3 separate regions of the Mus musculus genome follow, and all the other regions are linked to region 1. The links are chromatin contacts, called in public Hi-C maps. All regions are on one chromosome and are shown on one strand. The core of a region is the stretch at or near the end of the contact, and the rest is flanking DNA. Distances in the headings are between cores, read along the strand shown. Region 1 has its middle 92 kb from the start of Gm41945. Region 2 overlaps Mgat5 (mannoside acetylglucosaminyltransferase 5). Region 3 overlaps Nckap5 (NCK-associated protein 5).

The links. A called contact is a pair of places that touch in the nucleus more often than the background predicts.
Region 2: a Hi-C map of the N1E-115 cell line shows a contact between it and region 1, with 6 times the contacts expected there. The contact joins two enhancer-like sites. A contact is called at or near these places in 21 of 484 Hi-C or Micro-C datasets (B cells, CD4 T cells, CD8 T cells and 12 more) and 3 of 115 datasets of contacts at active chromatin or transcription factors (astrocytes, double positive thymocytes and large pre-B cells).
Region 3: a Hi-C map of the N1E-115 cell line shows a contact between it and region 1, with 14 times the contacts expected there. The contact joins two enhancer-like sites. A contact is called at or near these places in 1 of 484 Hi-C or Micro-C datasets (the N1E-115 cell line) and 2 of 115 datasets of contacts at active chromatin or transcription factors (astrocytes and stem cell-derived neural progenitor cells).

Annotation. Positions count from the first base shown.
Region 1 is chr1:126,930,750-126,933,837 of GRCm38.p6, reverse strand. No RefSeq gene overlaps it. Among named protein-coding and RNA genes, the nearest start is that of Gm41945, 92 kb to the left of the region's middle. Within about 2 kb of position 1,822, at least 12 of the 459 cell types and tissues checked have an H3K27ac peak or open chromatin away from gene starts, as enhancers often do. A contact at or near this core is called in the N1E-115 cell line, where this site is marked.
Region 2 is chr1:127,456,950-127,459,962 of GRCm38.p6, reverse strand. Mgat5 (mannoside acetylglucosaminyltransferase 5) reads right to left here. Exons shown (of 18, transcript NM_145128.3): 14 at 1-127. All of the region lies in intron 2 of Gm41947 (a long non-coding RNA gene), which reads left to right. Among named protein-coding and RNA genes, the nearest start is that of Gm51746, 21 kb to the right of the region's middle. Within about 2 kb of position 1,427, at least 44 of the 459 cell types and tissues checked have an H3K27ac peak or open chromatin away from gene starts, as enhancers often do. A contact at or near this core is called in the N1E-115 cell line, where this site is marked.
Region 3 is chr1:126,083,492-126,086,665 of GRCm38.p6, reverse strand. The region is part of intron 10 of Nckap5 (NCK-associated protein 5); the gene reads left to right. It overlaps Gm35562 (a long non-coding RNA gene), which reads right to left. Exons shown (of 4, transcript XR_003948708.1): 3 at 2,760-3,174; 4 at 1-1,683. Among named protein-coding and RNA genes, the nearest start is that of Gm35562, 39 kb to the right of the region's middle. Within about 2 kb of position 1,550, at least 2 of the 459 cell types and tissues checked have an H3K27ac peak or open chromatin away from gene starts, as enhancers often do. A contact at or near this core is called in the N1E-115 cell line, where this site is marked.

The sequences.
Region 1 (3,088 bases), core at 573-3,072:
GAATTCCTGTCCTTCCCAGGAACACCAAGACTGCCTTCACTGTCATCGCTGAACCCTGTTATTGCTCGCTAGCCAATCCCATTCTCTAGGAGTTGGGTTGCCTAAGTGTTGGAACTTGACCCTGGCTGATGAGGTGACAAGTCCGGTTGTAATAGAATATGTGAGTGTGGGCAGAAAACTCACACAGAGGGAAGTGTGGCTTTTTGTAGGGGAAGGGTCATATAGAATCCACTTTTAAAAGAGGAGCTTTTAAAATAATTAAGCAAAAGAAAGTGTCATGCAAGGAGAGAGCATGACCAAGGGATGATAGGCATGTAAAGGACACATAGGCACATGGGAAAGAGCTAGGAACCCTGAAGTAGAGCGTCAAGGACAGAGAGGTCAGAGTCTTCATTCTCAGGGGTATGGTGCTATTTGGAAAAGCCAGGGGCTGACAGACACCCTGCCCTTGCTCTCCTTCCTCACTCCTGCTAGCCACACCAAACTGGCAGTAAGGAGAATACCCAGCCCACACTACAGAAACCAGTCTTCAGACCAGGGAAGAAGGAGCTATGACAGGAAGGAGATGGAGGTGGCCAGCTAGAGACATAGCCAGGCAGAGGTCAGGACAGGAAGCCAAGACAAAGGACAGTTCAGTTACCAGATGGAACTCATTCCAGAACGTGGGTCTGCTGTTAGACAGGCCTCCTTGGAAAGCACTGAAAAGGGTGTTTCAGGGAAAATCAGTTTCATCTGTATGCATGTTAATGGCTGCTCTTTGAGCTGATTACCGTAGATGTAACTGAGTAGTCTCAAGAAATAGAGAGTAGCCAAGTGTTAAATAGGTTCTCAGAGGGCACTTTATCTTAAACGTTGTGCTTAGAGCACCCGGGGATGCTGCCACTGGGTCATTTGATCAAAAGCTCAAATAAAAAAAGAGAGTGGATTGTGCCCATGCCGTGGGCACAGATCAGACCCATGCCAAGGCTCCCTAGACTTCAGCTCTCCACAGTGGTACCAAGCCCCTCCCCCATATCCTCAAGCATATGACTGTTTTATTAGGCAGTGAGTGCAGCCGACAGTCTACTGAATGCATGACAGTTATCATCCTGAATCTCCTTGAGGGACTCTGAGCTCAGGACAGTATGAGAAGCCACAGCCAGCTAGTGGGGGGGAGTGATGCTAGCAAGGGGCTGTGCTTTTATGTCCTGGCTCTTCTTCTGATGATGCCAGACTTCACAGTGTTTCTGCAAAGTGGGCTTCTCTCCTCTCTCTCTCTCTCTCTCTCTCTCTCTCTCTCTCTCTCTCTCTCTCTCTCTCTCTCCCTCTCTCCCTCTCTCCCCTCTCTCCCCCTCTCCCCCTCTCTCCCTCTCTCCCTCTCTCCCTCTCCCCTCTCTCCCTCTCTCCCTCTCTCCCTCTCTCCCTCTCTCCCTCTCTCCCTCTCTCCCTCCCCCTCTCCCCCTTTCTGTTGCACATGTAAGCATGTGCATGTGGAAGTCAGAGGTCAATCCGAGCTATTTCTCAAGTACCATTCACCTTGCTGTTATGAGACAGGATCTCTTGTTGTTTGGCTTGGAGCTCACCAAGTAGGCTAGGTTGGATATGCCTATTTCCTTTTCTCCAGTTCTAGGATAACAGGCACATGCCATCATGCCTGATATTTTCGTATGACATTCCTGGTATGGAATTTGGATTCTCAGGCTTGCAAAGCAGGTACTTCACCAACTGTGCCATCTCCTGAGCCACGTTCTTCATTAGTCACGTAAGGTCTGGCTCTGTATCTCAGGCTCAGCTTGAATTCTGGGCTCTCCCTCCTTAGCAGCGGCATTTCAGTGTGAGCAATTGTCAGAGCTGCTTCTGTTTGTCTAGGTGAGCTGCAGATCAGGGTTGAAGCTACTAATTCTGGGCTCCTGCTCCACCCACTGCTGCAGCTAGATGGCGCTGCATCCATAGTTTTAGGCATGCGGTCATGGGTTTTTGGAGCATAGCTCACAAAACACACAGAAAGGAAGTTTCTTCCTGGGATTTCTTGGTGTGAAAAGCTACCTCCCAGGATTAAATTCGAGACTTATAGGAGCTGTGGGTGCATGGCACAATTTAAACATTCCTGTGTTTTCTTAATTCCCAGTAAGATGATTAGGCTGCAAGCAGAAATGTGATGAAATTCCACCAAAAAAAAAAAAAAAAAAAAAAAAGAGAGAGAGAGAGAGAGAGAGTGCAGATGTTGTGTCAGCAATCCCCCCTCCTCCTTTCTCCTGTCTTTCAATCCTGAAATGTAATCTTGCCACCTGGGCAAATGGAAATAGTATTTTATTTATTTTATTTATTTTAAAAACCTGGTGAGTAACATCTCCGGGACTATGCGGATGTCCAAATAGCTGAGAGGAAGTGAACAAGTCCAGATGCTTTATCTTCTTGGATACAGAGGTTTAACTCAGAAAGGGCACCCGTGGCCTGTGAAACAGTGCAGCGTATCTGTTAAAACGGTTTTACATATAGACGTGGGGCTGGGAAGATGGCTCAGTGGGGAAGGGGGCTTGCTGTCAAGCCAGAGGAACTGACGGATCTAAATCCAATCCCGAGACCCTACGTAGGTGCTGGAAAGAGAACTGATTTTCCCAAGCTATGTTTGACCCCCATCTGAGAGCCAAGCATGTGTGTGCCCCCCCTCCAATAACTAAATGAACGAACGTTCTTTTAGGAGAAGAACACACTGAATACATTGAGATATACAACTAATGTCTGCTAGCACACGTTTTAAAAATAAGATACACAGTTAAGATATACACGTTGTTTTTATATTTATGCTATAGATTTTGCAATTTTCAATGATAACCAGATAACACTGTGCTTAAAGGGTCAGACTATAATGAGAAAATTTGAGGAGGGAGGGGAGTAGAAAAGAATGAATATGAAACGCAAGAGAGCCTCCGAATGAATGACGCTTTGGAGCAGAGAAACGAGAAGGCCGATGGGTTTGGAATGTCCTGCACTTGAGATCTTGCAGTGTTAAACGAGACAGAAGGCAGCACCCACACAGGCGTTTGGTAACACGTAGGAGGCTAACGTCAAACTAACTTAAAGCCCAGTGCAGCAAGCCCGTGGCTGG
Region 2 (3,013 bases), core at 178-2,677, 530 kb before region 1:
CAATGAAGAAGTCTGTGTTTTTGCTGCTTTTGGGAGGGTTGAACTTGGGGTTCAGGAAAGCACATCCATTCGCGATGGCCTCCAGGGGAGCTGGGCCTTCATAAGGGAATCCGAGCCCAACGAACAGCTGTAAGACAGGAAAAGACATCACATGGAGATACCAGTCAGACTGCCTCTCAGCTCCTGCGGTCTGTTTCTGTGGCTGCCTCTGATGTTTTGCAGGGGTCTTAGATCTCCAGGTGGGTGACTTGCGACAAAGAGAAGGGGCGTATACCAGGATATGCAGAATAACATGTGCAAGGGCCTGCAAAGGAACTTGCCTTGTTCCCATCTCCTTTTCTGATGTGAAAAAAAAAATGTCAGGGACTGAGGGGCAGGGAGGGCAAGAGTGTAAATCAAAACCAACAATAAAACCCAGGACCCAACAATCCTCTTTCTGTCACTCAGCAGGCGACATAACTAGAAAAACACTTGCTTAACTAAACAGAAGGTTTCTTCACTCAAGCAGGGAACAACAGGCTCTTTCAGGGACTCTGGGGGCCAGGAACAGAAAGGTCACTTGGCGGTTTGATTACAGTTCAAATGAAACTGCTTTCGACCTTGGGAGGTCAGTAAACATGGGTTTTATGATAGCGTTCTCACTGGGGACACCACTAGCTGGCTGGTTTTGCTTTTTCTTCTGTGGGAGCAGAGGTTTCAAACTGCAATTTCCCAGTTTCCCTCCCAAGCTAGCAAAACCTCAAGTTTCCCTAGATGGACGGTAGATGGCAGCAGAAACAAGCTAACGGTCCTTAGAAAGCCCACAGTGGCCCGAAGCTGCTGGGACAAAGGGATGCTCAGGCAAGGGTCTGTAAGGTGCACAAAATGCAAGTCTCTGTGCATACCAGGTACAGGGGACAGTGTGCTGTGAGTGGCAGTCACCAGGCAGGGTCCAATCCTGGCTCTCTATGCCCACACGCAGAAGCCAAGTCTTAAACACACCAAGTGACAAGGGGACATGGGTGTCTCGTGCCTGGTGGGTGTGAGGTAGGGTGGCAAATGCTGAGGTTCCTTGCTCTCTCGTGTTCAGAAAGACCCAGGTCATTTCCACCAAGTAATGTAGCCATTCAGGCTGGAATGAAGATATTTTAGAGATAAAGAGACATTAGTGCCCCTCCCTTTGGCAACCAGACATAGAAACCAGGAGCCCCACGGAACTGGGATTTCCCCTGAGTCTCACACTGGGAGAAGAGTTGTCTGGTGCTGGCCTGGCAGGGGTGGTAGTGGTGGGAACACTGCTTGTCCTCGCTGTGTCAGAACTCCAAAGATGAACTTGGGAGGCACTAGACCTCTTTCTTTGTTTCTCTCCCCAGTGTGGCTACAATGTAACTCTCTTTGCTCTTCACTGCCATTGACCTCTTTTGTTGACCCATTGAGGAAACATGGCTGAGCCTGCCGTGCATGTTAGGGCTGCCAGGGCCCAGACCTGACCCTAACAGCTGCGGACACAGGACTGCATCAGGCACTCTGGCTCTTTTCGACTCTAAGAAGAAGGTGCTAGGCAAGACAGGCAGGGTCTTGGCAGGTTTAAGGAGAGATGCTGGAGCCCAGAGTGTTTCTCCACCTCTGAGCATTGTGTCTGCCAAGGAGTGCTGATAGCCTCCTTAACCCTACACTGTCATAAACAACCCTGGGAGAGATGGGAGCAGCACATGCCTTAGCCATTCCAACAGAGAATCCTGGTGGGCCATGTGATCTCCTTTTAGATCAACCAATCTGAATCTACTAAATAAAGGATGAGCGGCTATTGCTTGATGAACTCAAATGTGACCTAAGTTTAATTATATCTGAATAATAATTTGCACCAACTCCTAGGCCCTCCTGGCCCAGAGTATCTCAGTACACATAAACACTTGAGGGGGCTGGGGAGACAGCACAGTGGGCAAAGAAGTGCTTGCTGTGCAAGCATCAGCAACCTGAACTCAGATCCCCAGAGCCCGACAGAGCTGGATGCAGGAGCATGTATGTGCAATCCCAGGCTCCTACAGTGTGATGGGAGAATCCTTTGGAGCCTGAAGGCTAGCTTGTTGGGCATACGCAATGGTGAACAGTAGCCACCCCATTTCAAACAAGATTGGGGAGGAGAATGAAGACCTGAAGTTTTTGTCTGATGTTCACATGCACAGTGTGGCATTCATGTAGCTGCTTTCATATATGCGAACACACACACACATATGCATACATACATGCAGCACTAAACACTTTGCAACAGCTCCCCAAGCCTCAATCACCATCTGTCAAGGACTCTTAAGCAAACGCCACACCATTTCTTAGCAATGAGTTTTCTTGTCACACTAGTTAAGGTGACATGCACTGACGTATGTCCTTGAAACACTGAAATAACAGTTTTCTATCAGCTGTCAGTAAGCAATTTTCCCTTAGTTCCTATGTACTCATTACCTGTGACAGCACAATGGAGCACATGTATGAAGGTCGCATAGCATCTCTAAGAGTTGAATAAGCGCAGCCTAGGTAGAGAGAACTCAGCATCTCCACTCAGAAGCTTCTGCCCACAGACAGTCTTTCACACACCTCACCATGTCCCCTTGCCCTTTCTCTTGATCCATCACTGTGCCTACTTGCAGCACTTCCTCCCTCCCTTCCTTCCCCGACCTCTGTCTCTTGTCTCCTTTCTTTCTGAGGAGCCCATATTTATTTCCACTATACCCCTATAAATTTCTTTACCACAGAAGAGAGAAATGCAAGACAAGAAAGCAACCAGGCCTGGGGAGAGAGCCTGGTGGGCAACACTACTTGTTCCTGAGTTTGAATCCTCATCACTCAGGTAAAACTCTGGGTGTGGTCACATGCTCCTGCAACTCCAGTACTGTGTGGGTGGGGACAGGACACTGCTGGGGCTTGCTGGTCTCCGGCTGAGCTCCAGGTTCCTCACGGGAATAAGGCAGAGCATTGTAGAGCAGGACACCCGCTGTCGTCTTCCAGCCTCAGCACAAATTCACATGGCTGTACACAT
Region 3 (3,174 bases), core at 301-2,800, 850 kb after region 1:
AAAAGACAGGAATTCGAGCCCCAGAACTCACACGAAAGAAGGCAGGGGTGGTAGTACACACTTGTAATCCTACTACAGGAAAGATGGAGGATTCCTGGGGTTCAGTGGCTAGCTAACCTAGCCTACTTGAGTTCCAGGCCAGTGACAGATGCTGTTTGGGAAAAAAACAAAACAAAACAACAGAACAATACAAATAAACAAAGCAAACCAACCACAAGGTATATGAAAACTGAGAAATGACACTTAAGGTTGTATTCTGGTACACACACACACACTTCTCATTCAGAGGTAATTCTGTGTGGAATAGCAAGTAACTCTGTCTGAAAATTCCCGGATTTTAGTTCCTGCTTTGACTGCTTTCAGTAATGAGCCAGGAGCCGGAATTATAAGACCAATAAACCCTTTCTACCCAAAAGTTTTTTTGTTTTTGTTTTTGTTTTTTGTTTTTTTGTTTTTGTTTTTTATTTTTTGGACTGGGTATTTGTCACAGAAACAGAAATGAATGGAAATGAAACATATTCATGTATATCCATACCAACATGCCCAAACATACGTGCACTTATACACAAATGTGAATTCTATGTTAATTTATGTATTATGTATTCAATTATGGTAATTACTTGTTGAGGTCATTCTACCCCATGTTAGTAAACAGAACTTACTTCCCTGGATCCTTACTTCCGAGTTTCACTGAAGTGGGAGGCGGTGGCCCAGAGAGATAGCTCCTTCACCTTTGCCAATCTACTTCGCATTCATTGTTTTCTGCCTAAAGAGCCTCCTGCCTGCTAGACCATCATTTCTAATGTTCACCTTTATCCCTTTTCCAAGGCCTGTAGAAGAGTGCATATTGCAATAGCTTTCAGCAAATCAACCAATTAAAAGCCATTTAAGGGTCTGTTTGTGCTTGCCAATATGCTTACACTTTGGACAAATTGAATTAAATATATTCGGTTTGGTGTCCTAATAATCTGTTGCAGACAACAGCACTGTGGACATAATAGATGGGTCCCCAAATAAGGATGGGAATCTAATAATCTTGTAACATGATCAAAATACTTGCCCTTTAAATGTGCTTATGCTCAGGAATAATACAATCAGAGGATATTATATTTCAGCTTTCAAGATCAAACAGTCTACTCCACCCAGTGTTATGAACACTTACATCAATACTTGTCTCATGCAAGGTCACAGAAGGTATTCGGAACAGAGTGGTGACCAAGGTCTGGTCTAGATTGCCAGTGTCTACTTTCTGTGCTGTGTCACAGGGTAGTATCCTGGTTAGCTTTAACTGTCAATTTGACATAAAGAGCAGTTATCCAGGGAGATAAACTCAATTAGGAATTGTTTAGAATCATCTTTGCCTGTGGTCATGTCTAGTTTGGGGGGGGGGGTTGTCTTGATTGTTAATTGATATAGAAAGACCCAGCCCACTCTGGGTAGCACCATCCCCCAGGCAGGTGATCCTAACTCTATAAGAAAGCTAACTGAGCATTAGCCTGCTTGCCTGCTTGCCTGCTTGCCTGCTGGCCAGTAGGTAGTGTCTTCCCTGGTTCCTGCCATATTTTTGGAGTGTGAAGTGAGTTCCTCAATCAGAAGTAATTCTGTGTAGAGTAGCAAGTAGGCCTGTCTGAAGATTCCAGCCTTTATTCCCCGCCTTGGCTTCCTTCAGGAATGAACTGTGACCTGGAATTATAAGACAAATAAACCCTGTTTCCGCAAAAGTTACTGTTTAGACGGGGACTTTGTCACATGAACAAAAATGAAACTAGATTTAGTAACAAATTTGATACGTTTTATAATAAAGAATAAATAATTTGTCATGAAAAGTATGCTTTGGACCTAATGGGTACCTTTGGGAAGCAGTTTAAATGCAGAGAGCAGAGTGCATACAAAGAACTCAGCGGAGGCTCAGACTTGACTGTGTGGAGAAGAAGAAGGTTACAGAGTGGCTGCATTCAGGAGCCTGCCATCAGCACAGTGAGATGAGTGACCTAGTACCTGCTGGTGAGATTCCTTAGACTGCATTTTCATCTGAACTGTGAAGCAGAGGGAAGGGGTTCAAAACAACCCCCAGCACCACGACCAGACGCCGGCAGTGTACACTGCAGTCCCCCTACTCCTTCCTGGAAGTACCCTTCCTGGGTTTCCTGGGAACAGGGAGGGAGGGAGGGCAGGTGACCTGGCTGCATGGCAAGGTTGTCTTTCTGAAACTGCATCTTAAAGAAAGCAAGCATCAGGCCCCAAAACACACTGTATCAATCGATTGCTTTTCACTGTTGAATTTTGTAGGACTTCATGGGGTTTTGTGTTTGTGGGTACTCTGCAGAGATGTTTAGCTCTAAATATATCCTTGTGGAGTTTTGCACTGTGCCTTAGAGGAAATGTTTCCTTAAAACTGAGTGTAGGCGATAGCTGGAATTGTGTGTGTCAGAAATGCCCCCAAGTTAAACTGCTGCTTAGGGTGGTTATGCGAAGCTTGGACTGACTAATAGAGTTCTTTGAGCAGCAGGTGTGCTCCTCCATACAGAGAAAATTTTCTTGCTACTTCTGGATATTTGGGGAACCCCTAAAGTTTGTCTGTGGGTTTCCTTAGATATGAAACTGTTCCTAGACTAATATTGCAGCCATTCGAGTGATCTGAAACACCACTGACCTACGTCATTCATACACATCACACTGAAAATGATTTCATCTAATATACTTCCGCTCAACCCTGGTTTTGTAAATTAAACAAAAAGGAAGAGTCCTGGAATGCTTACCTCTGTAAATTCAAATCGCAAGTTCTTCTGAAAGAGAGAATGGTTTTCAGCCTGTGCTTCAATCTTCTGATTGTTTCCCCCTCTGGGAACAGCTAAACATCCAGGAAAGGCGGATAAAGATCGTGTCACTGGGATCAGATTGCACAATAGGTGTGTATTTATGTTGTGAAGATAATCAGAATTGCAAAGTAGACCCCAGTGTGTGTTCTCCGAGATGAAATGCATACAGATGTTTTCTGATAAGTTTTCTTCATATTTCACTGTGTGCTGTTTGACGCCAGGCAAAGCAGTCATGGAGATCCTTGGATTAATGTAGAAAGCTCATAATGAGATGCGTGCAGAGGGCCGTTACCATTATGGTTGCAATAGAACTTGCCATAAAATGAGGAAGGCAGAATAAAGAGGTGTTCTGCAT